Regions from separate parts of the Mus musculus genome. Here region 1 is linked to region 2. Evidence: chromatin contacts called from public promoter capture Hi-C data. All regions are on one chromosome and are shown on one strand. The core of a region is the stretch at or near the end of the contact, and the rest is flanking DNA. Distances in the headings are between cores, read along the strand shown. Region 1 holds the start of Sh3gl1 (SH3-domain GRB2-like 1). Region 2 holds the start of Gnl1 (guanine nucleotide binding protein-like 1).

Region 1 (4,422 bases), core at 1,653-4,152, about 20 Mb before region 2:
TCTGAGTTCGAGGACAACCTGATCTACATAGCAAGATCCAAGACAGCCAGTGATACGATGTATAAAAAAATGTTTTTCAGCCGGCCTTTAATCCCAGCACTCTGGAGGCAGAGGCAGGTGGATTTCTGAGTTTGAGGCCAGCCTGGTCTGCAGAGTGAGTTCCAGGACAGCCTGGGCTATACAGAGAAACCCTGTCTCAAAAACAACAACAACAACAAAAGAATAATTGCCTCTGTCTTTTGTTTTTGTTTTTAATTTTAAGACAGAATCTCACTATGTAGCCTTGCTGATCTGGAACCCAATCACTAGTTTCTAAATCTTTTCTTGTTGTTGTTGCTGCTGTTGTTAGGTGGAGGAAGAAACCTTTCTTTATCTGCAAACAGCTCGAATGCCTGCAACAGTTTTCTTGAAGCTGTGGCTAGTAAGTGGGTTATTTAGCTAATGAATTAGTTGTATGAATTGCTTTTGGGCCATGGGCTCAGTGAAGGTAAGGAGTGCTCTAGTGTCACGGACCTCATCAAATCTCTGACTTGCTGAAGAATATAATTTGATTGAATTGTGTGGGTCTCGTGGAGCCAATCCTGCTGTCAAGGACCTGTCAGCCCTGTATTTGGGAGGTGAAGGCAGAAAGATTAGGAGTTAAAGGCCACGGTGAGCTAAGTACCAAGTTTGAAGCCAGCCTCCACCATCTCAAAACATATAAAATAAAGAGCACCCTTGAGGGAGTCTTGTGAGTTGCTGGTGGGCGGTGGGCGTGCCAGGAAACCCTGGCTGGCATCCAGTTCTGTTTCGGAAAGGAGACATGGTGTCCCAGGCCTGTTATTGCAGCACTAAGAGAGGAGAGGCCGGTTTATGTTACCCTGTCTCAAAAAAACAAAAGAAACAGAAACTACTCATACTCCAAACTTTTTATAAAGACTCCTGGATTCAGGAGCAGTAAAGATGGCACATACATATTTTTTGATCTACTGCAGTACAACCCTTTGAGTCATTTGGAACCTTCCAGTAATCTCTGGGTTCATGAAACCACCCCAACTTTTCACCAATTTCAACCCTAGCCATTTTCCTGTGTCTGCTTTAGGATTTATTTACTCATTACCTCCATTCATTATTAATCTCCAGGTCATGCTTGCCTGGTCTGTAACTGGTTATGTAGTCCAGACTGGCCGCAAACTCGGAGACCCATCTGCTCTGCTTCTCAGGGGCTTGGGTTAAAGGTGTGTGCATTGCCACACCTGGCATATTCTATATAGTTTTTGAAATTTGTAACAGTTGATAGAAGGGTTAAGGTACATATGTCAACCTGGGGAGACTTCATTGAAGAGATATTGTCTTAGTTAGGGTTTTACTAATGTGAACAGACATCATGACCAAGGCAACTCTTATAAGAACAACGTTTAGGGGGCTGGAGAGATGGCTCAGCGGGTAAGAGCACTGATTGCTCTTCCAAAGGTCATGAGTTCAAATCCCAGCAACCACATGGTAGCTCACAACCATCCTTAATAAGATCTGATGCCCTCTTCTGGTGTGTCTGAAGACAGCTACAGTGTACTTAGATATAATAATAAAATAAATCTAAAAAAAAAAAAACAATGTTTAATTGGGACTGGCTTACAGGTTCAGAGATTCAGTTCATTATCATCCAGGCGGGAACATAGCAATATCCAGGCAGACATGGTGAAGGTGGAGCTGAGAGTTCTACATCTTCATCTGAGGGCTGCTAGCAGAATACTGGCTTCCAGGCAGCTAGGATGAGGGTCTTAAAGCTCACACCCACAGTGACACACCTACTCCAGCAGGGGCACAACTTCTAATAGTGCCACTCCCTGGTCTGAGCATATACAAGCCATCACAGATATCATTCAATTAGAGTCCTCTTTCTGTCTTAATGATGAGAGGAAGCTCACTGCAGGGCTAATGCGCAAAAAAGCAATGATGTCCTATAGCTGGTACATGACAGGAATGAACCAATGGAACTCGAAATAGGAGATAGCTACAGTCTGAGCGAACTATTTTGAAAATATGTTTCTAGTGGGGCTCATTGGTGCACACCTGTGATTTAGCACTTGGGACGTGGAGGAGCTTGGACAGGAGTTCAAGGTCATCCTTGGTTATACAGTAAGTTTGAGGCTTAGCCTGGGTTATGCAATATCTGCTCTGAAATAAAGTTATGAAGAAGGAAATAAAGGACTCTCTTTTCTAGTTGTATCCTCAGCGATTTATTAGAAGGGAGACACTGAAGGAAGGACCCCAGAGAGAAGGCTGGTGGCGTGTTAGCATTTGGGCCTCTGCCGGGATTAAAGGCGTACATGCATCACCACTGGCATACCTCATATTAATTTTTAAGTTATGGGTATATATGTGACCCGGTGTACTTGAGAGCAGTTGAAGGAGGCCAGGAAAGGGCTGTGACCCGGAGCTGGAGTTACAGACAGCTAGCTATGAGCAAGCAGCCTGATGTGGATGCGAGGAACTGAACTCCCGATGTCAGCCAGGGCAGCAAGCACTTTTACCTGGAGAACCAACCGTTCCTCTAGCCCCTAAGATATTCCATTTTACCTCGCTTTGTCTTTATTACACTCTCGCTGGCAAATTCCGCTCCGCTTTCTCCACGCACAAATAAAATATTAATTAATTAAAACTGACTTTTGGCTTTATATCTACTCCTGGACTCTAGAGGGAGCTGCATCATGCGTACACGCGCACGTACACAGATTTCTGGCCTCTCTAGGCGCCCCCTCATCTCGTTGGTGTGGGAGGGTTTCCGCCGTTCCTCCCCCGGCAATGCTCTTTCTGTCCTCCAGGGGGCGCGCACGCGCAGAGAGGCGGAGCGCGCGCAGATGCCGTTGTAGGGTGGGGTGAGGCGATATGGGGGCGTCACCGGAAGTGTGCGGTTGCCATGTAATATCCCGGCCGCGCGTGCGCGCTAGCCGGCCGAGGTGGCTTCGGGGCGGGGGCGCAGAGCTGGCAAGCTGATTTGGCGGTGGCGGCGCCGACCTGCGCGCGGAGGAAAGAAGTCGGTTCGGCGGCGCCGGCGGAAACCGGAGTTCGAGCGGGAGGCCTGACGGCGGCAGGCGGCATGTCGGTGGCGGGGCTGAAGAAGCAGTTCTACAAGGCGAGCCAGGTGAGGCGAGGCCAGGCGATCTGGTCTCGGGCCTGCCTTTGGGGACCGCAGACGAGCCGAGCTGGCTTCCCTTGGGCTAGCGGGGAAGGGGAGACCGGGTCCCCGTGCTTTGAAGAGGGACACCGGGTGTGCGCGTCTAGGCGGCTTTCAGAAAGCTCTGGAGGGCCGGCGAAAGGGCTTCATTGAGAGGGGCTTGCCGCCAGGCTTTACAACGTAAGTTCGATTCCTGGGATCGCAGCATGGAAGGCAAGCCCCCCCCCCCCCAAAGTCTCCAGGCTATGCTTCCGAGACTCTCACCACATAGCCTCAGGCCACAGAAAATGTTTGTCTAGGTTGATATCCAAAAAAACCAAGTCCACACAGGGCTTAAAAAATAATCAGTGTCCCATTCTTCTTTTCCCTCTCCGGTGTCTGTAAGACGGATTGAAAAAAAAAAAACCTAAAAAACCAAAAACAAACATTCTCGCTCACTGGGTGTTATACATCATTAATCCCTGCACACTTGAGGCAGTCAGGTAAGCAGATCTCTGAGTTTGAGGCCAGCCAGGGTTACGTAACATAAGGAGACCCTGTCTCAAAAATGAAAGAAAAATCTCTTGGTAGACACTGTGGCAAGTTGAAAAGAGACAGTGAAAAGTAATTTTCCAGGCTTCTGCAGTTTACAAAATGTGTCAGGTTTGTGTCCCTATTTCTAAAACATATGTATGCTTCTTTGAAAGATACGTTTTTGTTGGCTGTACCATACTATAGATTCCTATAGGTACTTGGTGGTTTGGGTTTAGTGTTTAATCGATCCGATCATGACTCTGAACTGAAATTCTCCTTTCTGGTTGTGTTGACATTCAGGAGTTCTGTAGGGTGGGCATCCTGGCCTCCGTTGTATAAACATTGAGAACCCTACCCCAGGCAGGCAGGCGCTCCTTTCAGACATCCTATAGTGTAATGTCCCTCTGGAACTTTTGGGGGGTTTTTTGAGGCCAAGTTTTGCTCGTAGTCCAGGCTGGCCCAGAATTTTCCATCTTCCTGCCTCTCAGGCGCTGGGATGACAGGATACCTTTGTGTGTTGAAGGTTTTATATTTGCCTTGAACTCCTGGGCTCAAGTGAGCCTGTTCCCTCAGCTCTGTCAGGTTTCTGCTTGAGAAAACCCTTGTTGTCTCATCTCTGTCTCAGTCAGGCCAGAGTGGCCTCATAGTCATTATCCTCCCGCCTCTGCCTCCCGGTGCTGAGTTACAGATGTTTGTCACCAAACCTCAGTGGCCAGAAGTTCGTGACTGAGTTTTCTCCTGTCTGTTTTGAG
Region 2 (4,047 bases), core at 1,483-3,982:
GAACAAGACAATGTGGAGCTGGGGGTAGCACTGGTGAAAATAATGCTTCCAGGCAACCACGAGAGCCGGCGGGGCCAGGTCCACCTTGTTCAAGACCAGCACCAGGGCCAGCCCAAGCTCTCCAGTTACATACTCGTAAAGTGCTGGTGGGAAGTTCACAACCTGTGACACAATTGATAAGAGGACAGAGTGACAAGAAGCGAGTCAAGAGTTTGCTGACCCCAGCTCCCTGTCACCAGGCACAGCTCTGGCAGAAGTAGATTCTGTGGTGAAAACAGTTAACCCAGCCGCACCAAGCAGGGAAGGCAAAGCAGGTATTAATAACAACCTGGGCAGGCCTCAGGGAGCTTCCTGCAGGTCATGATGAGAGAAATGGAGGCAAGTCTGACAATATCTGAGTGCACTGAGGTGATGACAGTCAGGAACAGGGACAGGGACCAGGTAAGAAGTACACAGCTCTATGCACGCGTGTACATGTCTGTGTTAGGTGTGTATGGCTGTGTACATCATATGTGCATGTGACAAGGATCAGAGATGAATAAAAAGTTCAGCTCCTGAGGCTGGGGTGCGACTCAGTGGTAAAAAGCTCAGGCCTAGTACGAGCAAGATGCAAGGCCCAGGGCTTCATCCTCGGTGGCAGAGCAGAGCAAAACAAAAGGAAATGCAAATGGTGCCATTGCCTGAGGAACACCAAGGTTGACCTCTGTGGCTTCCCAATTCCAAGCATACCGTCTACAAGTGGGATGGCAAGCACCTGCAAATCAGAGCCTTTCACACACACCCACCAAAAGGTGTAAAAAGAGCTCTCTGGCCGGGCGTGGTGGCGCACGCCTTTAATCCCAGCACTCGGGAGGCAGAGGCAGGTGGATCTCCTTGTAGATCCTGGAACTCACTTTTGTAGACCAGTATGGACAGCCAGGGCTATACAGAGAAACCCTGTCTTGAAAGCCAACCAAACAAACAAACAAAGATCTCTCTGCCTTCCAATTCCTGCCTCAGAACACTCTCATACTAGAATCATCCCCTTTCCCCCTTGCAAACCTTTCAAAGTCCTCACCGGATGTCGGATGTCAGTAATGAGCAGGACGATGTCAGACATCTCTAACACCCGCCACAGCTGCCTCCATGTCTGAAAAGATCAGAAGAGAGACTGTCTTCAGTTTGGCTGCTGCCTGAACCAGGACACTAAGATCACAGTATGTCGACTCAGTAAACACGCCACCATCACCTCCAGATTGTGCTCAAAGTAGCTGAGTTTCTCTGAAGTGTATGCCCCGTGTATCTTCCCAAGGTATTCCTGGAAGCTCCGCTCCTCCTGGCTCATTAGCTGTTCCTTGGACATCTCATAACTCCAAGGAGGCCGCCGGGGAAAGTCCAGGACTGGGAAACAAGGAAAGAGACCGGATAAGCATGAGGACTTTTTCTGGACCCCTTCTCTGGCCAGCAAGTTCCCCAGGCTGATGGCATACACAAGTAGCCCCCACTCACCTGAGCCAGGCTGATACACTTCCCGGATATCCAACTCTAACACTTCAGCACTGACCGGCTGCAACACTTGCTCTCTGGCCGCTCTCTTTCTCCTCTCCACCTCCTCCCGGCTGTCCCGTTCAAAATGCAGCCGGTATCTAAGGGGAAAGGGACCACACATCTAGTGGAGTCCTGTGACAAACAATCTCCTCTTCTGACCACAAAACTGCAAAGGTTCCTCTCCTGGTTGTTCAAGTCTCCTCTAAACAAACTCTTGACAGTCCCCATTGGAAGGCAAGAAAGATTGTGGCCCATCCAGGGAGAACCACCTTCCTTGGCTTCCAGCCTCACTAGTTCCACTTTCAATCCTTCATCGGAAGCTTTTCCTAAGGGTGAGGGCGGGGAAACTGCGGCCAGCGCCCTTCTCCTTGGCTTACCGGTTGGGGTCGTAGCCTCTGGGCCCCAGGCCCTGGGAAGGTTGCTGGTTGAGCCTGCGGATATGATGGGTCACGGATTCCCCATCCGACGTGTCCGTCTGCTCCTCCCGCCGCTCCCGGCTACCGCTGCGGCTGTTGGAACTGGAGCGCAGCCCATCTTGGAGCCCTGAGGGGAGGGGCCGGTGACGCCGGTGTAGACCGGTTCTTAGGGGACCTAAAGCCCCCCGAGCCGGTAGGACAAGCTCTTCTTCAGCCGACCCAACTTCTCCAGAGGCTCCATCTTCCCAACCGCGCGCCCCAACCCCGTCCCGGATGGGCCTGGAGGTCGTCACAGCGCCCTGTGGCAGCAGCAGCAGAAGCAGAAGCAGAGTTTCCCATCCCCCACCCTCCACCCCTCCCCGTCCCGCCGCTGCGGGAAACCCCCACCGTGGCAGCCCACGCGGGATCGCGAGAGCCCACCCACCCACCCCCCGCCCGCGGTGCCGCGGCACAGCCCTCCTCCAGAGCTGCGCAGCGGCCCCGCCCCCTCCCTGACCTCGCTTCCGCTCCCGCTTGTCCTGCAGCTGCTTCTTCTTCTGCTTCACGCTGAAGGGCTTCTTCCTCGGCATGGCCCCGGAGCCCCGGCCCGCCCTCCGCCGAGCTCCCCGCCGCCGCAACTGACTCCCCGGGGCAGCCCCCGCCGGCGGCCCGGGGCCCTGGGGAGGCGGGGCCGCGGTGACGTCAGCAGCGAGCGGCGGGGAGCGGGGAGCGGGGCGGCGGGGATGCAAGCGGCGGCACGTGAGAGTCCGCGGGTCCGGGATGCACGGTGCGGCGAGCGGGAGACGCGCGTGGGAGGCCCGAGCCGACTCCGTCACGGGCGCTACCAAGTGGCAGTCGCGGGAGGGGGGACGCGTGTCACCGCCGCCCGGCGCTCCCGGGAGCTGCCACTCACCTGGCGGGGGCCGGGCGACGGGGCGAGGACACGCCCCACCGCGCGGCCGCCTGGAGAGGATGGCCCCTGGCGGGAGAGCCGGGACTGCGCTGGCTGCCCGGTGGACTGGCTGCCCCGTGGACTGGCCTGCGGCAACAGGACTCGGTAAGGAGATTGCGGAAGAGGCAGGTTCACTGGCCACACGTGCGAGCGCGGGTGAGGAGGAAAAGCGAGCGGGACAAGGACTTTTGGAGAGAGGTCAGAGAGCACGGAGTTGTGGCTGTAGTTGTTGCCATGGTAACTGGGGCCCGGATGTGGCGACCTTAGGATGCGACAGGCCTCTCGCGTGCCGCCAGAGTCCCGAAGCCTGTCCGGTGTCTCACTGGAATGGGGTGGTGCTTTCCCACGTGGAGAGGAACTGCACAAGGGGGAGCAAAGCTTCCCCACGCGCGCGGCGGGGTGAGCGAGGCACCTTGTAGGAGCGAACGGCCGCGGCACATCCACGACCTCCCGGAAGTGGCATGGTGGGCGCCTCGGTCACCCGGCCCATCGCCCACCCGGAAGCGGAAGGAAAGCTAGTGTGCCCCTTCCTCACTGCCCTCCAAATCTTGCTGCAGCCATTGCCGCAGCCGCTATGCCGAAACGAAAGAAGCAGGACCAGCCGCCGCCGCTGCCGCAGCAGCAGCAACATCTCGCACTGTCTGAGCGGGACGAGCCTGGAGATGAGGAGGATGAGCGCCCCATGGGTGAGGGGCAGGGCGTGCACACGCCTGTCAGCCGGCCAGGGGGCTAGGATAGAATGAAATGCGGGGGAGGAGGTGCCAACGGAAGGAGGAAGGGCGCACGCGTGGAGGTGGGGTGGGACGTGGTGGGGGAGGGATGCTGGTGGAACCTGGATTGAGGGCTTCGCTTGCTTGAACCCTCAACCTCAATCTGGCTCCTAATCCTTTCTGGAGAAGGCAGGGGAGGTGGCGGCTCGGCTAAACATCTGGCTTGCGCAACCGCAGAATGGCGGGGGGAGAGGGGTGGCAGCGATGTTACAGATTGTGATGATCGGGAAGACAATTTGTGACCACACTTCCACTGGTTAGGTCAACCTTCTGTGAACTACTCCCCCGAGGGAAGGAGAGGAGAAAAAAACTATGATGGGCCAACAGTTAAGGTGAGGGATTGGGGTACGTGGAATCACTGGCATGTTGTGGATGCAGCACTGTGAGGAAAGAGCTGTTAGAG

The links. Promoter capture Hi-C pulls out the DNA fragments that hold promoters and counts their contacts.
Region 1: a promoter capture Hi-C map of second pharyngeal arch cranial neural crest shows a contact between it and region 2. The contact joins the promoter of Sh3gl1 here to the promoter of Gnl1 in region 2. A contact is called at or near these places in 5 of 39 promoter capture datasets (cranial neural crest, frontonasal cranial neural crest, maxillary cranial neural crest and 2 more).

The regions. Positions count from the first base shown.
Region 1 is chr17:56,035,117-56,039,538 of GRCm38.p6, reverse strand. Sh3gl1 (SH3-domain GRB2-like 1) reads left to right here and starts at 2,902. Exons shown (of 10, transcript NM_013664.3): 1 at 2,902-3,124. The coding sequence starts at 3,080.
Region 2 is chr17:35,978,640-35,982,686 of GRCm38.p6, reverse strand. It overlaps Gnl1 (guanine nucleotide binding protein-like 1), which reads right to left and starts at 2,732. Exons shown (of 12, transcript NM_008136.2): 1 at 2,440-2,732; 2 at 1,905-2,070; 3 at 1,489-1,625; 4 at 1,229-1,380; 5 at 1,058-1,129; 6 at 1-162. The coding sequence starts at 2,512. Prr3 (proline-rich polypeptide 3) reads left to right here and starts at 3,392. Exons shown (of 4, transcript NM_145487.4): 1 at 3,392-3,560. The coding sequence starts at 3,449.